Linked DNA regions of Mus musculus: all the other regions are linked to region 7. The links are chromatin contacts, called in public HiCAR-type, HiChIP or PLAC-seq and promoter capture Hi-C maps. All regions are on one chromosome and are shown on one strand. Each heading gives the region's core, a stretch centred on a gene start, on an enhancer-like site or on the middle of the called end of the contact. The rest is flanking DNA. Distances are from core to core; before and after follow the strand shown. Region 1 holds the start of Xbp1 (X-box binding protein 1). Region 2 holds the start of Ube2d-ps (ubiquitin-conjugating enzyme E2D, pseudogene). Region 3 holds the start of Lif (leukemia inhibitory factor). Region 4 holds the start of Osm (oncostatin M). Region 5 holds the start of Castor1 (cytosolic arginine sensor for mTORC1 subunit 1). Region 6 holds the start of Sec14l2 (SEC14-like lipid binding 2). Region 7 holds the start of Thoc5 (THO complex 5).

Evidence for each region. Promoter capture Hi-C pulls out the DNA fragments that hold promoters and counts their contacts. HiChIP or PLAC-seq counts read pairs in DNA pulled down with a chosen protein or histone mark. HiCAR-type assays count read pairs that join an accessible place to other places.
Region 1: a contact with region 7 is called in a HiCAR-type map of astrocytes, with 2.4 times the contacts expected there. The contact joins the promoter of Xbp1 here to the promoter of Thoc5 in region 7. A contact is called at or near these places in 4 of 39 promoter capture datasets (the SN4741 cell line, liver and pre-B cells) and 1 of 115 datasets of contacts at active chromatin or transcription factors (astrocytes).
Region 2: a promoter capture Hi-C map of liver shows a contact between it and region 7, with 2.9 times the contacts expected there. The contact joins the promoter of Ube2d-ps here to the promoter of Thoc5 in region 7. A contact is called at or near these places in 2 of 39 promoter capture datasets (liver and pre-B cells) and 1 of 115 datasets of contacts at active chromatin or transcription factors (bone marrow-derived macrophages).
Region 3: a RAD21 HiChIP or PLAC-seq map of pro-B cells shows a contact between it and region 7, with 10 times the contacts expected there. The contact joins the promoter of Lif here to the promoter of Thoc5 in region 7. A contact is called at or near these places in 8 of 39 promoter capture datasets (the 3T3-L1 cell line, 3T3-L1-derived adipocytes, the C10 cell line and 5 more), 3 of 15 datasets of contacts at CTCF or cohesin (embryonic stem cells, large pre-B cells and pro-B cells), 3 of 484 Hi-C or Micro-C datasets (embryonic stem cells and pro-B cells), 8 of 115 datasets of contacts at active chromatin or transcription factors (embryonic forebrain, embryonic hindbrain, embryonic stem cells and 3 more) and 1 of 9 other capture datasets (macrophages).
Region 4: a contact with region 7 is called in a promoter capture Hi-C map of stem cell-derived epiblast-like cells, with 3 times the contacts expected there. The contact joins the promoter of Osm here to the promoter of Thoc5 in region 7. A contact is called at or near these places in 5 of 39 promoter capture datasets (the 3T3-L1 cell line, embryonic stem cells, hippocampal neurons and 2 more), 9 of 115 datasets of contacts at active chromatin or transcription factors (the 230-238 cell line, T-cell acute lymphoblastic leukemia, bone marrow-derived macrophages and 4 more) and 2 of 9 other capture datasets (embryonic stem cells and pancreatic islet).
Region 5: an H3K4me3 HiChIP or PLAC-seq map of bone marrow-derived macrophages shows a contact between it and region 7, with 6 times the contacts expected there. The contact joins the promoter of Castor1 here to the promoter of Thoc5 in region 7. A contact is called at or near these places in 5 of 39 promoter capture datasets (the C10 cell line, cranial neural crest, embryonic stem cells and 1 more), 9 of 115 datasets of contacts at active chromatin or transcription factors (T-cell acute lymphoblastic leukemia, bone marrow-derived macrophages, embryonic forebrain and 5 more) and 4 of 9 other capture datasets (embryonic stem cells, liver, macrophages and 1 more).
Region 6: a promoter capture Hi-C map of liver shows a contact between it and region 7, with 4 times the contacts expected there. The contact joins the promoter of Sec14l2 here to the promoter of Thoc5 in region 7. A contact is called at or near these places in 17 of 39 promoter capture datasets (the 3T3-L1 cell line, 3T3-L1-derived adipocytes, the HPC-7 cell line and 10 more), 1 of 484 Hi-C or Micro-C datasets (rod photoreceptor), 9 of 115 datasets of contacts at active chromatin or transcription factors (astrocytes, bone marrow-derived macrophages, embryonic forebrain and 5 more) and 1 of 9 other capture datasets (macrophages).

The regions. Positions count from the first base shown.
Region 1 is chr11:5,519,150-5,521,966 of GRCm38.p6, reverse strand. It overlaps Xbp1 (X-box binding protein 1), which reads right to left and starts at 1,326. Exons shown (of 6, transcript NM_001271730.1): 1 at 767-1,326; 2 at 1-44. The coding sequence starts at 972.
Region 2 is chr11:5,760,786-5,763,541 of GRCm38.p6, reverse strand. It overlaps Ube2d-ps (ubiquitin-conjugating enzyme E2D, pseudogene), which reads right to left and starts at 1,392. Exons shown (of 7, transcript NR_015577.1): 1 at 1,302-1,392. It also overlaps a transcript of Urgcp not described here.
Region 3 is chr11:4,256,254-4,259,051 of GRCm38.p6, reverse strand. It overlaps Lif (leukemia inhibitory factor), which reads right to left and starts at 1,484. Exons shown (of 4, transcript NM_008501.2): 1 at 1,364-1,484.
Region 4 is chr11:4,235,406-4,238,105 of GRCm38.p6, reverse strand. Osm (oncostatin M) reads right to left here and starts at 1,321. Exons shown (of 3, transcript NM_001013365.2): 1 at 1,193-1,321. The coding sequence starts at 1,223.
Region 5 is chr11:4,216,966-4,219,665 of GRCm38.p6, reverse strand. It overlaps Castor1 (cytosolic arginine sensor for mTORC1 subunit 1), which reads right to left and starts at 1,441. Exons shown (of 9, transcript NM_028022.2): 1 at 1,240-1,441; 2 at 648-718. The coding sequence starts at 1,352.
Region 6 is chr11:4,117,223-4,120,030 of GRCm38.p6, reverse strand. It overlaps Sec14l2 (SEC14-like lipid binding 2), which reads left to right and starts at 1,302. Exons shown (of 12, transcript NM_144520.2): 1 at 1,302-1,406. The coding sequence starts at 1,353. Gm51934 (a long non-coding RNA gene) reads right to left here and starts at 1,682. Exons shown (of 3, transcript XR_003949841.1): 1 at 1,071-1,682.
Region 7 is chr11:4,893,968-4,896,687 of GRCm38.p6, reverse strand. Thoc5 (THO complex 5) reads right to left here and starts at 1,345. Exons shown (of 20, transcript NM_172438.3): 1 at 1,310-1,345. Nipsnap1 (nipsnap homolog 1) reads right to left here. Exons shown (of 10, transcript NM_008698.3): 10 at 2,487-2,720.

The DNA.
Region 1 (2,817 bases), core at 77-2,576, 630 kb before region 7:
TTCTATCTCGAGCAGTCTGCGCTGCTACTCTGTTTTTCAGTTTCCTTGGGGAGGAGACAGGGAACATAACTGAGTCATCTCCAGCTTTCATGTGTCTTCATTTGTAGACGTGGCCAGCTGGTGCTTTCGTTGACTTTACAGAATAAGGCTTAGCAAGTAAACACGCTTAAAGCTCCTATCAAAACGCACACGCACACGCATACACACGCTGCTTTCTATCCACAGGCCTTGAAGACTTGCTTGATTCTCTCCCGTGCGGCTGTCCACCCGGATCTCATTTTACCACCGGGCTGATACATTCCCGTTGCGTCATATGCTTCTTCCCTCCTCCCCCGCTACTTTCTGGGTCCAATTCCGTCCCACAGGCTCCTTGCTAGAGCGATATCCGTGAAGGCGGCGGGGACGCTACCAACTGTCCCTCCCCAAGCCAAACTCTCGGGATGCCGGACGCTGTGGACTCGGTTCCCAGGGTGGGGTTCCCAAGTGGCTGCAATGACAGCTGGAGCGGTTCCTACCCTACGACCACAAAGAGCGAGCATTTACAGAGGACTGGGCGTCGGGCACCTTCTTCTGTGCCTGTGTCGGGAGCTCCTGCACACACCCCCGACGCAGACCTTCGGAGGGGCATCCCCCTCAGCTCCGCTTCCCAGGTTAGACACTAGAGGTGAATCTAACCCACCGTACGGAGCCCACCAGCTGGCACACACGAGAGAGTCCCAATCCCAGTCCTGCCGCCCCGCGCCCCAGCCTTGCCCGCCGGGCCCACCTCCGCAGCGCTTTCTCCTCCGGGCTCAGGTGCGTGAGCCGCTGCCGCTTGCGAGCCTGCGGTGTCCCGCTCGCCTCCGACCCTGCTGCCCGCGGACCGGGTACCATGAGCGGCAGCGCCCGGCCGCCGGAGGCGGGCTGGCCAGATAAGAGTAGCACTTTGGGGGCCGCCGTGGCCGCGCTCGGCGCCGCTGCCACCACCACCATAGCCAGGAAACGTCTACGCCAGCGCCGCCACCGCCCCGTGGCCTCCTGCCGCGCCCAGCCTTTCTAGGGTCGTGGCCGTCCGCGATTGGCCGGTGCTCCGTGACGCGCGGGTATATTCATCACTTATTGGTCCTGTAGTCCCGGGGGCGGGCTCAACTCGGGCGGGGTGAGTGTCCAGCGTGGCTGCACAGCTGTTCTCCGCCGTGCAAACTGGGCCTTAGGGTGGATGGACGGTGGCGACCACTGGTTGCTGGAGTCCAAGGATCTTCGGCAGACGTCCCCACCCCGGCTGAGGATTGCCAGGCTGTCCTCTCAGGCCAGATTTCCAGACCGAGTCTCACGGTTTTACCCTAGCCCGACCCCATTTTAATGTCCGGCGCTACGTCCCCCGTCCCGTCCCCCCCCCCCCCCCACTTCCCAGTACAGCAGAAAATTGAACTGGTGGCATATCCGGCTTAGGGTTAGCGGACACACACACACACCTGGGAAATTTTCACAAAATGAGTCTTTAGAAAATGAGATGATTGCAAAACTAAATGTAGCAGGGTAGTACTCACTTGTAATCTCAGCACTTTATTGCCAGTTTGAGAGCAGCCTGGGCTACATAGGGAGGTCTAGCTAGGCCAGCTGGGGCTATAGATCAAACCCTATTTCATATAAATTAATTGATATAAATTAATAACTTTAAAAGAAAACACTAGAGCCTTGGCTAGCATGTAGTAAGGGATTAGTAAATAAAGTCTGCATAGTGAGAATACATGTGGTTTCGTTTTTCTTCTTATTTCTGATCTCTTCTGGTATGAGCTTTTATCACTGTTGTCTTTGTTTTGCTGTGCTGGAGCCAGACCCCAGAACCTAATGCTCTAGCACTCCACTATTCCCCTTTACTGTGGAACTAGAGATACCACTGAGCTATATATACCTCCAGACTTTAGTATTCCTTTCATTAGGGAATGGGAGTGAGGAGGGGGTGGAAATAGGTTTCAGGGGATGGGATGGGGTGGGGGAGAGTGTACTCTTCTATTGCTTTCCGCCTTATAAGAGTCAGTGCACTTGAAGCTTGCCCCTGAGGCTATGCTGGCTGGCCATTACACCTCCATGGTCTGCTTGTCTCTGCTCTCTGCCACTGGGGTTACGATCAGGCTCAGCCTTGCCAACCTTTCACCTGGGTGCTGGGCGTTTTTCACCTACACAGCCACCCCTACATTAGTATTTTTTTTCCTTTTCCTATTTCCAATAATTTATTTTTTATTCACTTTATATCCCAATCATAGCCCCCTCTTCCTAGTCCCACCCTTACAAATCCCCCCCCCCCATTGCTCCCTCCCCTTCTCCTTAGAGAATACCTCTTTGATACCACCCTACCCTGGGACATCTAGTCTCAGCAGGACTAGGTACAACATCTCCCATTGAGGCCCAACCAGGCAGTCCAGGGAGGCGGAGGGGATCCAATGGCAGGGAACAGAGACCAAGATAGCTCCACTCCACTTGTTAGGGGACCCACATACAGACCAGGCTGCACGTTTGCTACAGATGGGGGTGGGGGGGATAAGTTCAGCTCCTGTAGGTTTCCTTGTCAGTGGCCCAGGCTCTGTGAGCCCCCATGGTCCCAGGTTAGTTGACTCTGTATGTCTCCTTGGGGCATCCTTGACCCCCTTCCACTGCTCAGTTCTATTCCCATCTCTTCCACAAGACTCCCAGCTCAACTCAATGCTTAGCTGTGGGTCTCTGCATCTGTCTCCATCTGCTACTGGATGAAGCCTCTCGGAAGACAGTTATGCTAGGCTCCTGACTGCAAGCTTAGCAGAGCATCATTAGTAGTGTCAGGGATCCGCTCTCTCACAT
Region 2 (2,756 bases), core at 143-2,642, 870 kb before region 7:
CTCTGCTTTGGCTTCCCTCTCCTCCCAAGCTGCTTCTGGTTATGGTGTTTATCACAGCGACAGAAATCTAATTGAGACACATAACCTGGATCCACTTGGTGGAAAGAATCATGCTAATGCTAAAAGTTAGGGTCATAGGGCTGGAGAGATGGCTCAGTGGTTAAGGGCATGAACTGCTCTTCCAGAGCTCCTGAGTATGATTCTTGGCACCTACACAGGGCACCTTACACCCACATATAAGTGAGCAAATCTTTTTTTTTTTTTTGGTTTTTCGAGACAGGGTTTCTCTGTATAGCCTTGGCTGTCCTCTGTAGATCAGGCTGTCCTCGAACTCCGTCTGCCTCTGCCTCCCAAGTGCTGGGATAAAAGGTATGCAACACCACGCCCGGCCCCAAATCCTTTAAAAAAGAGGTTATAAATACCATTTTGCAGTATAGAAAATCCCAACTAGGGTTGGTGAGATGGCTCAATGGGTAAGAGCACCCGACTGCTCTTCCGAAGGTCAGGAGTTCAAATCCCAGCAACCACATGGTGGCTCACAACCATCCGTAACGAGATCTGACTCCCTCTTCTGGAGTGTCTGAGGACAGCTACAGTGTACTTACATATAATAAATAAATAAATAAATAAATAAATAAATAAATCTTTAAAAAAATTCCAACTATTAATACTATGTGAAAACATGGATCATAAATTACAGTATAATGCAGGGTATGGTGGTGCACGCCCCTCGGCAACCAGAGGCAGGAGGATCTCTGTGAGTTTGAGGCTGGCCTTGTCTACATAGCGAGTTCTGGGTCTGCCAGGAGGCCGTGTCTCAAAAAACCAAACCAAACCAAACCAAAACGGAACAAAAAACAACTTAGAAATATAAAATAATTTTCTTTAGGAAAAGGACGAAAAGTGGATAGGCTAAAACGTTAACAAATGGTAAAGGGTGGATTGGTGGCTTCTTTTTCTGAGATGCAATTACCAGGCTCTAGGTTAATGGGCTAATACAAACCTACGGGATGAAATTCTCCCGCAGCTCAGCCTCTCGTGCTAGGCACCCTGGGAGACACCCCTCTGCTTCCCTAAACTCCGCCCAAAGCTGCGCGCGCACGTGACCCGGTCGCATGACTCCGCCCCCGCGAGTCGCCCGCCAGAGGCACTCAGCCACCTCCTAAGTCTGCGCCGACCGCGGCGGAACTCGCGCGGGGCAAGTGTCAGTGCGCCCTGCCGCACCTCAGCCGCGGGGTTCTATTCGCTGCGACAGCCCGCAGAGTGGACGGGCGGGAGGACCCCGTTTCCGCCACTCTTACCTTCTGGATCCGTTTTAGAGCCATGTTCCCGCTGCTCGTGCCCCACCGGCCCTGCGGGGCAGACTAAGACGGCCGCCTGGGCCGCAACGCTGCACGCCGGGAACGGCGCTCTACGCGTGCGCGCCGCGGTGCGCTGTGGGTAGCTAGTGCGCGCAGCAGTCCTGGGTCTGACCACGGAGTCGCGCACGGTCAGTTACTCGGCCACGGTCACGGCCCTGTGGCTCTGGTTTCTGCTAGGCGAGGGGCCTGGGCACCAGGACATGCCTGAAACCGCAGGTGCCACACGCTATGCTCTCTGCCCCTCCCTGGGCTCCTCCCCAGGCTGTCACTTAACTCCTGAGCTTAGTGGTTGTCAGCGCTGTAAGTATACATTCACTTTTATATGCTTTCTGGGCAGAAGTGTTACAGATATTTCTGAATACGCGTAGGTGCTGAGCACAGATGCATCTACATGTCTGGAGAGCTGCATTTTCAGTAGTACTTAGTTGGCTTCAATGCACTGCCGCTATTGAGACTCAGCCTGAAAGTGCACATCCCAAGCTAAACTCTGCTTCCCTTTCCCCAAGACATCGAACTGTTTAAGACCAAGTGTAAAGAACTTAGTGGTATGTCACAAAATCTGTGTAATAGATTGTAGCCAACATCTTGGAAATGAAATAGAATATGGCAAAATACATAATATCAGCGTGCCTCATACAGTAAAGAATCTGGACTCTCTATATAAATAATCATATATATTGTTTCCAGACAGATAAACCTAATAGGGTATGCTAGTGCAGTTGCTCTGGACCAAAGGTGTTCCAACACCAGACTGGGCTACATAGTGAGTTTGAGGCCAGCCTGGATTGCAGAGTAAGACCATGTCTTAAAAAAAAAAAAAAAGCCGGGCGTGGTGGCGCACACCTTTAATCCCAGCACTCAGGAGTCAGAGACAGGCGGATTCCTGAGTTCAAGGCCAGCCTGGTCTACAAAGTGAGTTCCAGGACAGCCAGAGCTATGCAGAGAAACCCTGTCTGGAAAAACCAAAAAAAGAAAGAAAGAAAGAAAGAAAGAAAGAAAGAAAGAAAGAGAGAAAGATCCCCAAAGGAAAATCTAAAACTAGAGGAGCTGAGGAGATAGTAGATAGGAGTGCTTGTGGTGCAAGCATGGGGCCCTGAGATCATTAGTACCCACAGAAAAGGTGAGGTTGGCTACTCATGTCTCTAACCCCAGCACTGGGTAGCCGGCATGACAGGATCCCTGGAGCTACCTTAGCATAGATAGTGAGATTCCAGTTCAGTGAGAGACCTTGCACCAAAAGCAGTAAGGCACAAAGAGTAGCATTTACTCTGTCATATATCTGGCATTCTACTCTGGCCTCTGTCATGTTCCTGCACATACGCATACAAACCCTGCCCAAAACAAAAACAATGAATCGAACACTTAAATGGTTTCCCAGCCAGATTCCTATATGCC
Region 3 (2,798 bases), core at 235-2,734, 640 kb after region 7:
TGAAACCTGAACTTAGGGTTCTTTGCCCTGTAAACGCTTAGCAGCTCCAAGCCCTGGTCAGCAGCGCCACCTGCTGCCCAGAATCAGCAAGTACAGTCGGCTCGCCAGCTCGCCTGTTCAGTCCGTACCAGTAGGTGGGTGGGGCTGGATAACTGGATTTGAGGAAGTGAGTGGGTGTCTGGGGTGCAGGATGGGGGTGGGCAGAGGCCATTCACCAACACAAGGGAAGAAGGCTCCTCTTGGGGGCTTCCAGAGCTTTGTCCTAATATCTGCAAGGTGTAGCCCAAAAGACTGGCCACAAGGAGGTGCCAGAACCACATTCAGTGGTCAATGGGGCACAGCCTTGCCATGGCTCTGGGGGAGGGGGCAGTGGCCTTTTCCTGGTCCTGCTACCTGCTCCCACCTTGTCCTGACAGTTCTTCCAGGTGGGGATCAGACTGTCAACTTCGCAGGGGGCCACGGTGACCCAGAGAAGGAAAATGAACTGCCCAAATTCACACAGCAAGAGGCAAGAATCAAAGCAAACTAAACCACTTGGTTGTACAGACTAGTCCCAGGCTCCCCTTACTGTCCTGTCCCGGCATGGCATGACATGGACAGGATCCTGGGAACAATGTCCCCTCCTTTTGTCAGCCCCCTAGCAGGTTTGGAGGAACACTGACAAATTAGAGGTAAGAGCCTCTTGGAATTTTGGATGCCAAGCACCCAACGCAGGGGGCTCTTGCACAGACTTGGTTTTTGTTTTTCTCTCTTTGTCACTGTCCTGGAGCTCGGATGCGGGGGGGACGAAGACCGGCCAAGCTCCGATCTGGCCCAAGGTCAAAGGCAGAGGAGTAATGACCTTGGCTGATCAAGTTCCCCAGAGCACCCATGATGGTCCCCGTGGACTGCTGCAGCCCATTTTGAATGGACAGGGACGGCCCTCCACTGCTCCATCTACCGGAGGGTAAATGAGGCCTCTGCAAGCTCAGAACTCTAGAAAAAGAAAAGGGATTTGAGTCCCCTGGGGATGCAGAAATCATGACTGCCTTTAGAATCAGGCTGACCCTACCACGATGGCACAATGCAAGCCTGGAATCCATGTGCTCTCTCCACTGCCCTTTACCCATCCTGTGAACTTTAACCCACGGGACACTTCCACAGCTGGTCTCTCCAGCTTTGCTTGGCCATCCTCCAAGAGAGACTTCCAAGCCTGACTTACAATGCATCCATTACAGACAGGGAGAGCGAATGCTGGAGGGTTGTGTGGGCCAGCAGGTGCCCCTGATCCACAGGGGAGCAACTGATGGACCATCTACCCTCCTGGGGATAAGTGTGGGGTGCAGCAGTGCCCCTCCGCCCTGCCCCCTCAAGGGAATCCTACCGTGGTCTCGCAGCCCTCCACAGTCTGCACAGTTGTCCAGTCTTCAGGGTGACACCATCGTTGTTGGGCCCCTCTGCTTCCCTCTCCTCCTGAGGCTCCTCTGGCGTTGGCTCCTCACCCTGCCCCCCACCTGACTTCCGTCTGAAGTTGGTGGCCTGAGGCTCCCCCCACTTCCACCCCACCCCCAAGCTGAGGACCAGAGAGGTAGAGCACCCACACCACAGATGGAGCCTGACACGGTGGTGGGAAAGGTGTTGTTAGAAGGAGAAGCAGGGCTGGGTGTGGGGAGGGGGCGTCCCTGTACTTGATGCCCCTGGGCTGCGTGGCAAAGCCACTATGGCCTGAGTCACAGCTGACTGGGCCGCGCCTAGCCTGTCTGGGTGACCCAAGCCAGCATAAGGCAATGACTGGGCAGCTCTCCTCATGACCAGCTGGGGTCAACCTTAGGTGTTTTGACTCAGACCTGCCACAGGCTGTGTGCACAGCTACCATCCTCTGTCTCTGTCCCAAGAGCCACAGGCCTATAGCTGCCCCTGTCCCAGCCCCCACCTCATAACCCGGGGAGCTACCTGGCCCTTCTGATCTGCAATCAGCCCCAGGCTTCAGGGCCCCACCTGCTGTGGGACCTTCGTCCCTCCCTGGACAAGCCCTGCCCTTGGGAATACTCCGGGAAGCAAGGAACTTTGTTGCCTGTGCTGCTGAGGGCCTCTTGATTCTCTGTGGACTGTGACCTTTTTCTTGGTGCTACAAGGAGTTCTGTAGACTGCCTGGGCAGGCTTGCCATGGACGGCCAGAAGATGGTTGGGGACAGGGACTAAGAGAGGAGAGATACAGAAAAGAAAAAAGAAAAAAAAGCAATCAAGAAGGGATTAAGGAAGGGACTGAGAGAAGGAGAGAGGGAGGAAGGGAGGAAGGGAGGGAGGGAGGGAAGGGAAAGGGGGGAGGAGAGTAAAGTATAAAGAGAGGGAGAGAAGGAGGGACTGTTGACAGTTTTCAAACCTGCCTAGAGCAATATTAGTCCTACACTTTTCCCAGGAAACCCTGTTTTAGGGAAGTGGGCTCCAACAACACACAGTGCAGAGGCAAAACTGAGGCTTGGCCTATGAGTAAGATAAGGGCAGAGGTCACAATCTTTTCACCTGTAAGGTCTTCGTCTCTCACTGAAGAGAAAAATAATCACGCTAAAGTTGGGATGAAGGGGTGGAGTGCAGAAATGTCTTGGTGAACAGTACTCCCCTTTAACCTCTGTAGGGCCCAGGACACCAGGACCAGGTGAAACACTGCACACATAAAGTCATTTTAAAACTGGGGCTGGGCGGTGGCGCACACCTTTAATCCCAGCACTCAGGAAGCAGAGGCAGGTAGGTGGATCTCTGTGTTCAAGGCCAGCCTGGTCTACAGAGTGAGTTCCAGGACAGCCAGAGGAGAAACTCTG
Region 4 (2,700 bases), core at 72-2,571, 660 kb after region 7:
CAGGTTAAGTTCCTGACTACTTTATAGACCTTAACATTCCCTGTAGGCAGAATAGAGTTGACCAGGGGTCTGTCCTGAGGTGCAGCCCCAGGGCAGCAGGTCACCTAAGCTCTTTTCACAGAGCCAGAAAAAGCACCTCTCCACTCACTGGGCCAGCCAGTGCTGACGGCCATTCTGCTGAAAGGTGAGCAAGATGCGAGAGGAAAGCCTGTCCAGGTCACCCATGCTCAGCACTCGCCCTGCCCTTCCTGCCACCGACACACGAACCCCTAACACACGCACACACCAGGACTGCTGGGAGCCCAGGAGAAGGTTGTAGGGGTGAGGGCAGATGATCATAGTTCCAGCTCGCAGGCCCCCACCCTCACAGGCACCGGCAGCCACGTGGTCGGAAGGGGCCTGTGGTGCAATGGCCCGGAAGGCTACGACACCATCCTTCCCTTCCTACAAACCAACCAGCCCCACCCCACCCCACCCCCTCGCCCCTGGGGAGGGCCTGTAGCCCAGGCGTGCCAACCACAAGTCCCCTCCCCATCTTCCCCCGTGTCTGCAGCTACACTGCCAGTGAGGGTCCACAGCGAGCTTGTAACAGGTGCACATGGACCAGTGCCTGTGGGGGTGTGCCCGTAGACCTAGGTGAGGCACTGCAGTACCTGCCCCGGTCACCGGGGGTTCTGGTCTGCAGGTGAGACTTCCTACCTTACTGAGAGGGAGGACCTGTTCCCACATAGATGGCTCTGCTTGCCTGTCCCCGTGTGGGTGTGGCTGTATGAGTGGCGGGATGATCTAAGGACCTCTGGCTTGGCTGACTTTGCATCTGCCCCAGACCCCGAGAATTGAATCAGAGCAAGAAGTGAGCCCCTTGCTCCATTTCCGCGCAGATCTGGAACTTCCTTCTCTGCTCATCCCCTACCTGCCTTGGGCTTCTCCAGACTCTTCTCACTCTTTCTCCTCTTCCCTCATGCCCTGGTCCCCGGCATGGTCTCTCTCACGCCTCCCTCTGGAATACCTTCCAGAAATACTACGTTTCCACCTGTGGCTATGCTGGGGTCTCAGTGGATCCCTGCCCTACTAGTTCTCCCTCTCGTCCACATCCTTCACTTGATCTACAGCTCCCAAGGGCAGAGGGTGCCTACAGCAGCCAGTTGGCCCAGCTGCGCCCTGGGATGGTAGAAAGGAAGGAAGTACTTACTGAGCAGTGTTCTTAGAAGCCGTGTCTGCATACTGGGTCCTGGTACTCTGGCCCGTGCCTCTCAGGGGTGACACAGCTTGGCTGGGTGTCCTGCAGGCTGGCAGCCACTTTATGCCCGACGGGGCGATTGGCCAACATCTCGTGAGGTGGGTGGGGAGGGGGAGGGGGAAGGGCAGGCCTTCTGGGAACATGACCCCAAAAACCAAAGTCTCCCCAGGCGGCCAATGGGCGCCATGCGCCATGACATGCCCGCTCCTCCTCCCGTTTTCTTCGAATTCGTTCTTCGAGGTCAGCCCCACGCCCAAGGATGATGTAAACCGCAGCCTCAGCCTTCTTGGGGTGAGCGGGCAGCACGGGGGTCCGTATCATCTTCAGGGATCAGTCCAGGGGTCAGAGCACGACTTGCAAGGGAGGCCACCCCTGGTCCAGAAACTACCAACCTCCTAGGACACGAAGGTTTAGGGCTAAAGGGAGCCAGACATCTTCCTTGTTGAGTGCCCTTCCCACCCTCTCGCTTGGGCTGTCGGGACATCTGTGAGCGGAAACCACCAGGCTCTGGGCACAGAGCCAGACTTGGGCCCCAAAGATTGTGCCTCTAATCCCAGGTCAGCATCTTCTAGCCCAACTCATTTCCATTGTCTCTATTAACTGTCCTCGCCCAGCCTTCCCAATCCCAGATCCTCTCTCTGTAGACAGGGTCCTTTAGGACCCTTGGAGCAAGAGAAATTAGAGAACGGGTTCAAAGCTTGTGACACGCTGTGTCGCTGTGTTGTCTGAGGCAAGTCACTCAGCTACTTTGAGCCCCACCTGAGAAAGCGAGAGAGAAAAGCACTCCTTGGTTCACCCCTCAAGGTCACTGCCAACATGGACATAAAAGGCAAAAAAGCCTTTGAAGAAAAAAGAAAAGACTAGGCTTGAATTCCAAGTACTGGTTTTCAGGGGATGGGATGGAGGGGGCGGGGGAGACCGGGAAGCTGTGAGCTCAGAGGGGAAGCTGGAGGGAGGGGTGGGGGAGCTGCGACAGTTGGACACAAGGTTTCACTTTCTCTGAAAGATAGCGATCCATCATGGGTGGGTCTTCTGCTTCTCCGCACTGAGGGACTGAGGCCCAGGCTGAGCCAGATCCACAGGCCATGCTTGGAAGCCACAGCACATCTGCCAAGCTAGAATGAGCATCCTTAGGCTGTACCTGCTGTTGGCCCTCATATATTCATTCAACAACCCCCCCACTCCCTATCCAGGAGGCGACTGTGCCCCCATCCACATATTCTCTGCACCTAGCAGAGTGTCCCCCTTGTTAGCAACTCCCCAGTACAGTCTAGACTAGATCCTTCTGAAGTCTTCATTTCCTCCTACTGAATTTCTTACCTCTGCCCACTCCAGGGTGCTGTTCCCTAGGGCCCTGGTCAGGGATCCTTCTGCATTTCATATCCGTGATGTCATCCTGGGACAGTCCCTATACCCCTACACTCAAGCTCTCACTGTGATAAGGAGACAGAGGGAAGCTC
Region 5 (2,700 bases), core at 192-2,691, 680 kb after region 7:
ACTGATGGGAAAGCTCCCTTGCAGACAGATTTCCCTACAGAACAGGGAATCTAAGTCCTTAGGGAGGGAGGCTCAGCCAAACTCTAGGTGGCTAGCTTGAGACTCCAGGCCTTAGAGGATGGGGCAAGCAGGCAGACATGGAAGCCAGAAGTCATTTCCCCGGTCCCAGTCCTGAACAGGGACAAGGGCCAGGGTAGCTGTTGTTCACTCAGACTCAGCCAGGAGGCCCTGGACCCTGCTCTGGGCTTGCTGCCTGCCCCTGCATTCCTTCCCTAACTCTCAGCCGCCTAGGCTTCCCAAGCCAGTAAGGGAGGGGCTGCTTTCCACTGGGGAGACAAGTCCAAGAAGAAATAATGTTCAGGGTAAAACAGCTGCAGGAACCCCTTTATTTTCCCCTAAAACTGTGAGACACCATGGCCACCTGTGCTGGCCTGGGACTCATATTCAGCTCCGTGTGGGTTTTACGTTTATAAAACTCTCACAAATTTTGTCAAACGGTCACGACTCCATCCCACACAGTACTTCAGTGAGTGATGGAAGGTTTGAACCCGGACCTATATTCCTTTGGGGTCTAAGCTCTCTGGGAAGCTGGATCCCTAAACTTAGTAAGAATACTGCTTAGAGGCAAACAAGGAACCAGTTCCGACCTTTAAAGCCCTCCTCATCCACCATGAGAGTGTAATCTTCCGGAGTCTCAGTCAGGCTGAAGAACTTGCACCTAGGAGGAGGGAAGGGGTGGGAAGACTTTCAGCCTAGAGTGAATGGAATGGAGACAGCAAATGAAGTCTGCTCCAGCAGCACTAAAGGACCCCCCACCAGGAGCCTTCCGGACCCGCACTCGGGCCTCACTCTCTTCCTTGGATCAATGAGTCTAGATCCCATATTTGGGATCTCCCCTCCATTCCACAGAAGTGGAAGGCTTTGGGTCCCCCTGGACAACTCTCAAAAGTTAACGTGAGGAGACTAGAAAGGGGCTACAGCCTGCCAAGGAACACATGCCCCCACTACACTGCCTACTCCAGGCAGTTTGCACCTTGACAAGCCCTGGGAGCGGGGCCCTCCGGGCCGGATAGGCGGCGTCGCAGAAAGGGTAAGGCCCAGGCTGGATGATGGCCAGAGTGGCTAGCGTCCCCACCCGGTACCCGCTGCTTCGCGGCGACTCTAGTCCTCCGCCCCTGGCCCAGAGGGGCAGAGGAGCCTCCACCCGCCCGACCTGCGCTCGTGAACCCGGGTGCGCACCGACTGCGACAGGGCAGGAAGAGCAGCTTGATGAGCGGGTGGGTGTAGAGCCAGAGGCCCGGACGGGCAATGCTCAGTACTCGCACCCGGTGCTCTAGGATGTGAAGTTCCATCGCAGATACGGCAGCCCCGGCCTGGCCGCCAGCGAGACCTAGGCAGGAGGCGATGCGGTGGCGCCGGGCTTAAAGAAGCACCGCCCGCTACCGGTCCGCCCAGCCAGGGATCCACACTTCGGCGGCCACGCCCCACAGCCACTGTGAAGTGGCCACGCCTCCTCCTGAGCCCTGCCTACCGGGCGCTGCGGGCTGCCTTCAAACTCTGCCAAAGCCACTCTTCTAGCCCTCACCCATCTGAGTCCTTCAAGGACACGCCCCAGACACGCCCTTTCCGCTGGACGCCCGCTGTGTTGGGTTTGGGAACGTGCTGGAAGCTCCTGGTCCCCTCCCTGTCTATCCTCCAGGCTCGCACGTGGGCTTTATGGTTAAAGCCACTAAAACGCAGAGCCTGGCGGTGGTAAGTGTGTATCTTTAATCCCAGCACTAGGGAGGCAGAGGCAGGCAGATCTCTGTGAGTTCGAGGCCAGACTAGTCTACAGAGTGACTTCCAGGACAGCTAGAACTACACAGAAAAACCCTGTCTGGACTGTAGGAAGGCTGGAAGCCGGGCTGGAGCTCTGTTGGGGCCAGAGCTGTCCATAAATCTCCGGAGTGGGGAGGTTAGGCTGGAGACCCGCGGAACAGCTGAGTTGGAGCCTATCTTCCTTTTATTGCCGGGGGTAGGGGGCAGGGACTGCAGAGCTGACAAGGACAGTAAGGACTAAAGATCCCTAAGAATGGGGTGCCCAAGGTTGGTTTGATAGTACTGCAACCCTATCTTGTTGTTGTTTCGACCAGCAAAACCTGGCCGGTGTGGCAGTTTTTAGTCAAACAACTTCTGAAATAGAATGCTCCCCACTGAGGGGAGGAACCGAAAAAGGGTCCTCCTCTCCTGTCTAAGCAACATACTATGGACTCTGAATCTTTTTTTAAATTTTATTTATTATATGTAAGTATACTGTGTCTTCAGGCACACCAGAAGAGGGTATCAGATCTCATTTCGGATGGTTGTGAACCACGTGGTTGCTGGGATTTGAACTCGGGACCTTCGGAAGAGCAGTCAGTGCTCTTAACTGCTGAGCCATCTCTCCAGCCCTTACCCCTAGATTCTGAATCTTATTCCAGGGACAACCCTAAGTACCTGAAGTGAGAATGCCCAGGGCTCAGACACTGAGGGGACAGGCCATAGTATTTGAGGTTCCCTGGGTATCAAACCAGAGACCTCCCTGTTGAAGTTTTCTTAAAGCGTCTCATCATTTGCAGAACTCAACTGGCCTGAACACATCTAAATTAGCTACAGATCCAAGAAGGCCCCTAAGCACTGGCAGACACCCCAGTGATCAAGGTTTAAGAAAACCCCAAGGCT
Region 6 (2,808 bases), core at 53-2,552, 780 kb after region 7:
TCACCATGGAAGTAAGATCAAAGTGGCGAGGGCTCTAGCAGGAGAAGGCTATGAACTCTATTGTGTGAGCCAGAAGTAGTAACTGGGGGGCGGGAGGCAGTCTGATGGTATAGGCTGGACAAGAGGCTGCTAGGCTACAGCTGTCAGAGTCCACCCACTCACTAGTCAAACTTGTCACTAGCGGGGAGTCCGCAGGCTCTTGGCCAGAGCTGGGAAGCAGATAAGCACAGCAGGGCTGCTGTGGGCTCTGGCTTCCAGTGTGGTTTCCTCTCTGTCTAGCCTACGGCCAAGATCTGGCTAGGCAGCCAGCAATGGACAGCAAGGAGGTGGCCACAAGAAGTCAAACCTGAGAATTGTGTACATTAACTTCCATTAGCCTCCTGCCCATGATCACCCTCGGTTAGAGAAGAAGCAACAGTGCAGTGAGGCAAAGGACCCCGTAGACACCCGTGGGACACGGGCCCTCAAACCTGAGCCTCCTCACTTCCACAGAGGAAGCAGAGCATGCCAACTGAGATGTGAGAGCTTCAGGTGTGGCTCCCAGAGAGCAGGGAAGATCAGACGCAGAGACCTGGGTCTTAGTGGGGAGGCTGGTCTTCCTTTCTCTTCAGCTAGATGCCATGGTCTTTACCATGCCTGCTCTGCAGGTAGAGGGAAAAGGCTGTCCACTCCATTTGGTTTATTTGTTTGTATTCTGGGCTTGCCTCAAGCCCAATAAATAAGCTAAGGGTGATCAGAACTTCTGCTTCTCCAATGCTGGGATCTCAGGTATGTGTTGGAATGTGCCACTATGACCATGCAGTGCTGGGAATCCGACTTAAGGTCGTGCGCGTAACTCAGTGGCAAGCCTTCTGCCACTGAGTTACATCGGCAACCCTGGGGGTCAACTCTCACTCCCAAGCAGAGCTGGTAGTAGTGACCATAAGCAGATGGCAGAGTGAACACCACAGTTCCTACAGGCAGAAAGACGCTTAAGGGGCATCCCTTTTCAGTGGGCACCAGAGAGCTGTCAACATTTTGGGGTAAGGAAAGCTATGAGAGCAGCCCGGTCCAGCCTTGTGGAGTCGCACCTTAGAAGACGTCGTTTGCTAGAGCTTTCCAGCTTCCTCTTGGTTAGGATGAGGATCCAGACCCAAGTAGCTCCTCAGGTGTATGAGCAAGCATTCTGGCTCCAATCCAGGGCCTCTGCGCGTCTCGCCCCGCCCCTCGGGCTCCTTTAAGAGGCGGGTCTTGGCCGCCAGCCCCGGGGCCTCGGCCAAAGACTGGGACTTTACTCCAGCGGCTGCGGCGGCGGCAAACGAGTCGGAGCTCCATCAGCTGCCGCAGGCACCGCGCCCCAAGGCTGAGCCACGATGAGCGGCAGAGTCGGTGACCTGAGCCCCAAACAGGAGGAGGCACTGGCCAAGGTGAGCTTGCTCTTGGTCTGTCTGTGGCCCTCGCTCCTGGCTGAAAAGCGGCTGTAAGGGACTGTCCTCGCGGGCGGGCGACTGATCGCCCCCGCTTGGCTAGTGCCCAGCGGACCGCTTCTCCTTCAGGGTGAGGACCTCGGGAAGTTTGGTCATCGCGATCTTCAGCATGAGCAGCCCCAGAGGTGCCCCCTTGGGAAGAAGTGGTTGCTTGGAAGCCTTGGGAGGCAGCTGAGGGCACAAAGGCAACATTCATCCTCCGGGCTGGCAGGGACTGGTAGCAGGGCCGTGGGACAGGGGCAGGGCCCCAGGTTTCCTCCCATTTCCGGGAGGTTTTTCTCTTTTGGGGCAGTGGCATATGGAAGGGTCCCTGACAGTTCCTTGGCAAACTCCCCCTAGCTCTTTCAAGGCACTAAGTCACTGTGCGACCTTGGGCCAAACCCTGTCCTGTGTGCTGTGCTCTTCGATGAAATTAGAGGAGTTGTCTGTCGGGCACCTCTTGTGTGTGAAGTCTAAGATGTCCGGGATTCACTAGGTTGGAATCCTTTCGGAGAGAAGAGCTCTCCCCACCCTGGCAACCCAGACCCTTGCCTGAACTTAGTGATGCCACTCAAAAGGAAAGGACCTGACCAGGCTTTGCCTTGGCACCTGGGCAGACAGGGACTTATCTACTCCATTCAAGTTCGGGAGCTGGCACTTCTGGCCAAAAGACTTTATCTCCTCAGTTGCACGGGATCAGAATTGATGGGGTCCAGCCCCAGTGTTCCCAGTTGTGCAGTTTCTTATTTATTCCAGAGTGTGGCAGCAGATGTGGCTGCTGTGTGTGACTTTTTTCCCATGCCAGGTTTGCTGCTGACGTGCAGGCTAAGTCTGTTGGGCATAGGTTTGGTGGGGATTAAGCCAGGGGCTAGGTGAGGTCCTTGGTGAAGGGTGGCCTTCTGCTTGTTGTTTAGATGACCATTGTCCTAACTCTGGGAGCTGCTTTTGGGGGATGGGAGGGTCTGATTAGACCTAGCTGACCTAAGGCAAAGGGCAGAGGTGGCCAGTCCTCATTGGTCCTCTCTGGAGGTGTCCTACAGGTCAGTAACCAGATAAAGGTCTCTGCTGTTGTAGGAGGCTTGGGGCTGCCTGTTTACTACTGGGTAGTGAGAGATCAGGGATAGGGGTGGCTATCCTGGGTCACTGTCCACCTCCCTTGGTGGCTTTCCTAGTATGTTTCCCTTTTGTGGCCACCTGCAGGAGCTGTCTGCTCCATCATGGTTGTCCACCCCCCTCCCTTGGCTTCTTTTGTAGTCTTTCAAACTAGCTCCACTATCATTTTTGAACAAAGTCATTTGAGACTACCAGCTTCCTTTCCTTTGTTCCCCATTCCTTTACCAAGGCGGCAGGAAGGCTGCAGAGG
Region 7 (2,720 bases), core at 96-2,595:
TCTAACACCTCACACGGACACGCACGCAGGCAAAACACCGATGTACATAAAATAAAAATAATTTAAAAAGAAATGGATTCTCTCTCAGAATCTTAGACAAGGAAACCAAGACAGAATTTATTAATAAATGTTTTCATCATACTATGTATACTATGCAGTTATATCAATATCATAAGACAAGTGGAAGCCATTTCCTATTTATGGCATGCAGACCAGACCCAAGTTTTCTTCTACCAAAGTAACTATAGGTTTAAAAAGTGACTGTGAAGTTGGGAATATTACTCAGCTGGTAGAGTGCTGGCCTAGCATACTCAAACGCCTGTGTTTGATCTCCTGGACTGCATAAAACTGTGTGGCGGGACATGCCTGCAATGAGAACAGGTCAGACTGAGAGCTGGCTGACGAGATGTTCCAGATCAGCTTTTGCTATATAATGTGTTCAAAAGTCAGTTTGGGCTACATAATAAAATCTCGTCTCCAAGAAAAAAGGGGGGAGGGGCGGATGGGCTGTGAGACAGGATAGTGGTAAATATCAGGAATCACAGAGCTTGAGTGACTGAGGCAGAGGGATCTTTACCAATGTGAAGCCAACCTGGACTACAGAAGCTGCCAGACAGACAGGACTATAGTGACTGCATTTAAAATCTTCATTAAAACGGAGCAGGTGGCACCTCTTCTTACTGCCCGAGCCCTTTGCAGTATAACTTAAGAAAAAAAATTCTTGTTTTCCTTTTCTTAGAAATTAAGATAAGCAAAATATTTAATGAAGCAAATACACTAAGTCCAGCCAGCTAGCTAGGAAATAGAGCGGACAACATAAAGAAAAGCCAAGCCAAGCTTCTTTGCCCTTGTAACGTCCGCACTTCGCGCTCTCAGCCTTTCTGCTCCAGCAATAAAAGCTCTTTTCTGCGACTCCTTGGAGTCTGGTGCGGCGCGACGATGGTAACGCCTCTCTCAGAGGACCGCAGGAGGCTGCCGGTGACAGGTAAACGAGTGGCGGACTCATCTGACAAAACCCACAAGGGTGGCACGGAAAACCCGGGAAAGCCAACCGCCACCCAGGAGCGTTTGCCACACGCCCAAGAGGACCATCGACGAGGGTCACCACCAGCAGCAGCACTCTCGGGAGACTACAATGGGGACAGAGGATGCTGCTCCGGTTAGTTCCTAGAAAACCGCCACGAGCCTGGGGGACCCCGACAGGTGAGGACCCCAGCCCGCGGACACGCTCCGTGCCGTCTGCACATCAAGCCCGGATCGCCCAGCGAGGACCTGCAGCCCCAGCCAGCAGCCCTCTACCCTCGCTCACCAGAATGCTCCTCACGCCTTCCAGCCGGGTAGCCACTTCCGGCTCGCGACCATAGAGAAGCGGAAGAAGAGAGCCACAGGCCGGAAGTGAGACACGAAGGCCAGATGCAGCTTGGGAAGCAAGGAAGGGGCGAGTCTAGTTCTATTAAGTTGGGAAACTGGGGCGATAATGTCCAAGTCTGTGCTTCGTGCCCCTTCACCGGAGTGTGAATTAGTGGGCCCTCCGCCGACTCACTCGAGTGAGTTTGTGGTATCTCAAGAAAGCACAAGTGTCGCTGTGCTATCATTTGAACAGGAGTGGATTTTGTCTTCTGACTTTGTTCAGGGCCTCACTACATAGCACACTTGCGGGTCTTGAACGCTATATAGATCAGGCTGGTCACTACGATCCGCCTGCATTGGACTCGCTGGACTTAGGCAGGTGTCACCATGCCTGACTCTTCTTTAAATTTTTGTTTTGTTTTTTTTAGATTTATTTATTTATTATATGTAAGTACATTGTAGCTGTCTTCAGACACTCCAGAAGAGGGAGTCAGATCTCTTTACGGATGGTTGTGAGCCACCATGTGGTTGCTGGGATTTGAACTCTGGACCTTCAGAAGAGCAGTCGGGTGCTCTTACCCACTGAGCCATCTCACCAGCCCTTGTTTTTGTTTTTTGAGACAGGGTTTCTCCGTATAGCCCTGGCTGTCCTGGAACTCACTTTGTAGACCAGGCTGGCCTCCAACTCAGAAATCTGCCTGCCTCTGCCTCCCAAGTGATGGGATTAAAGGCGTGTGCCACCACCGCCCCCCCCCCCCACTCTAACTTCTTGATACTATCGGAGTCACTACACCCAGAAAGGAACTGAGGCAGGGGCATAATCCTATATTACACCTGCTTCCTGCTTCACTGTTTTGTTTTGTTTTGATTTTTTATTTTCCCCCAAGACTCTAGTGCAGTACCTGTAAGCTTCAGATGTTTCCTATGCCTGGCATTTCTGGAGTAAATTCTGGTTGTCTGCAAACATGAACATTGAATACCTTGTGGCGCCGAAACAGCTCCTTTTCTTGCTCTGGGACGAAGATGAAGACGGTCTCCCTAAGAGATCAAAGCCAGTGTAACCCTCAGCCAACTGGAAGCTGCCCTGCCTTAGACAACTACTGAGATTCCTTGTAGATGAAGACAACACCACAACGTACAGTAAATATTTAATTTGGTTCCATCAACATTCTCCTGGATGGTAGCACAACCATGCTAAGCAGGGGTTCATGAGGTACCGGGGTCATTGAAGAGACCCCAGAATCACAACCTACTCCACAGACCTAGTGTTTCTGCAAAATGAGGGTTTGGGGGACAATGTCAAGAAGGGAAAGAAAGAATTTGATGGAACTATAGGTCTCAGCCTGTGTTTTTGCCTGTAGGAAGGAAGA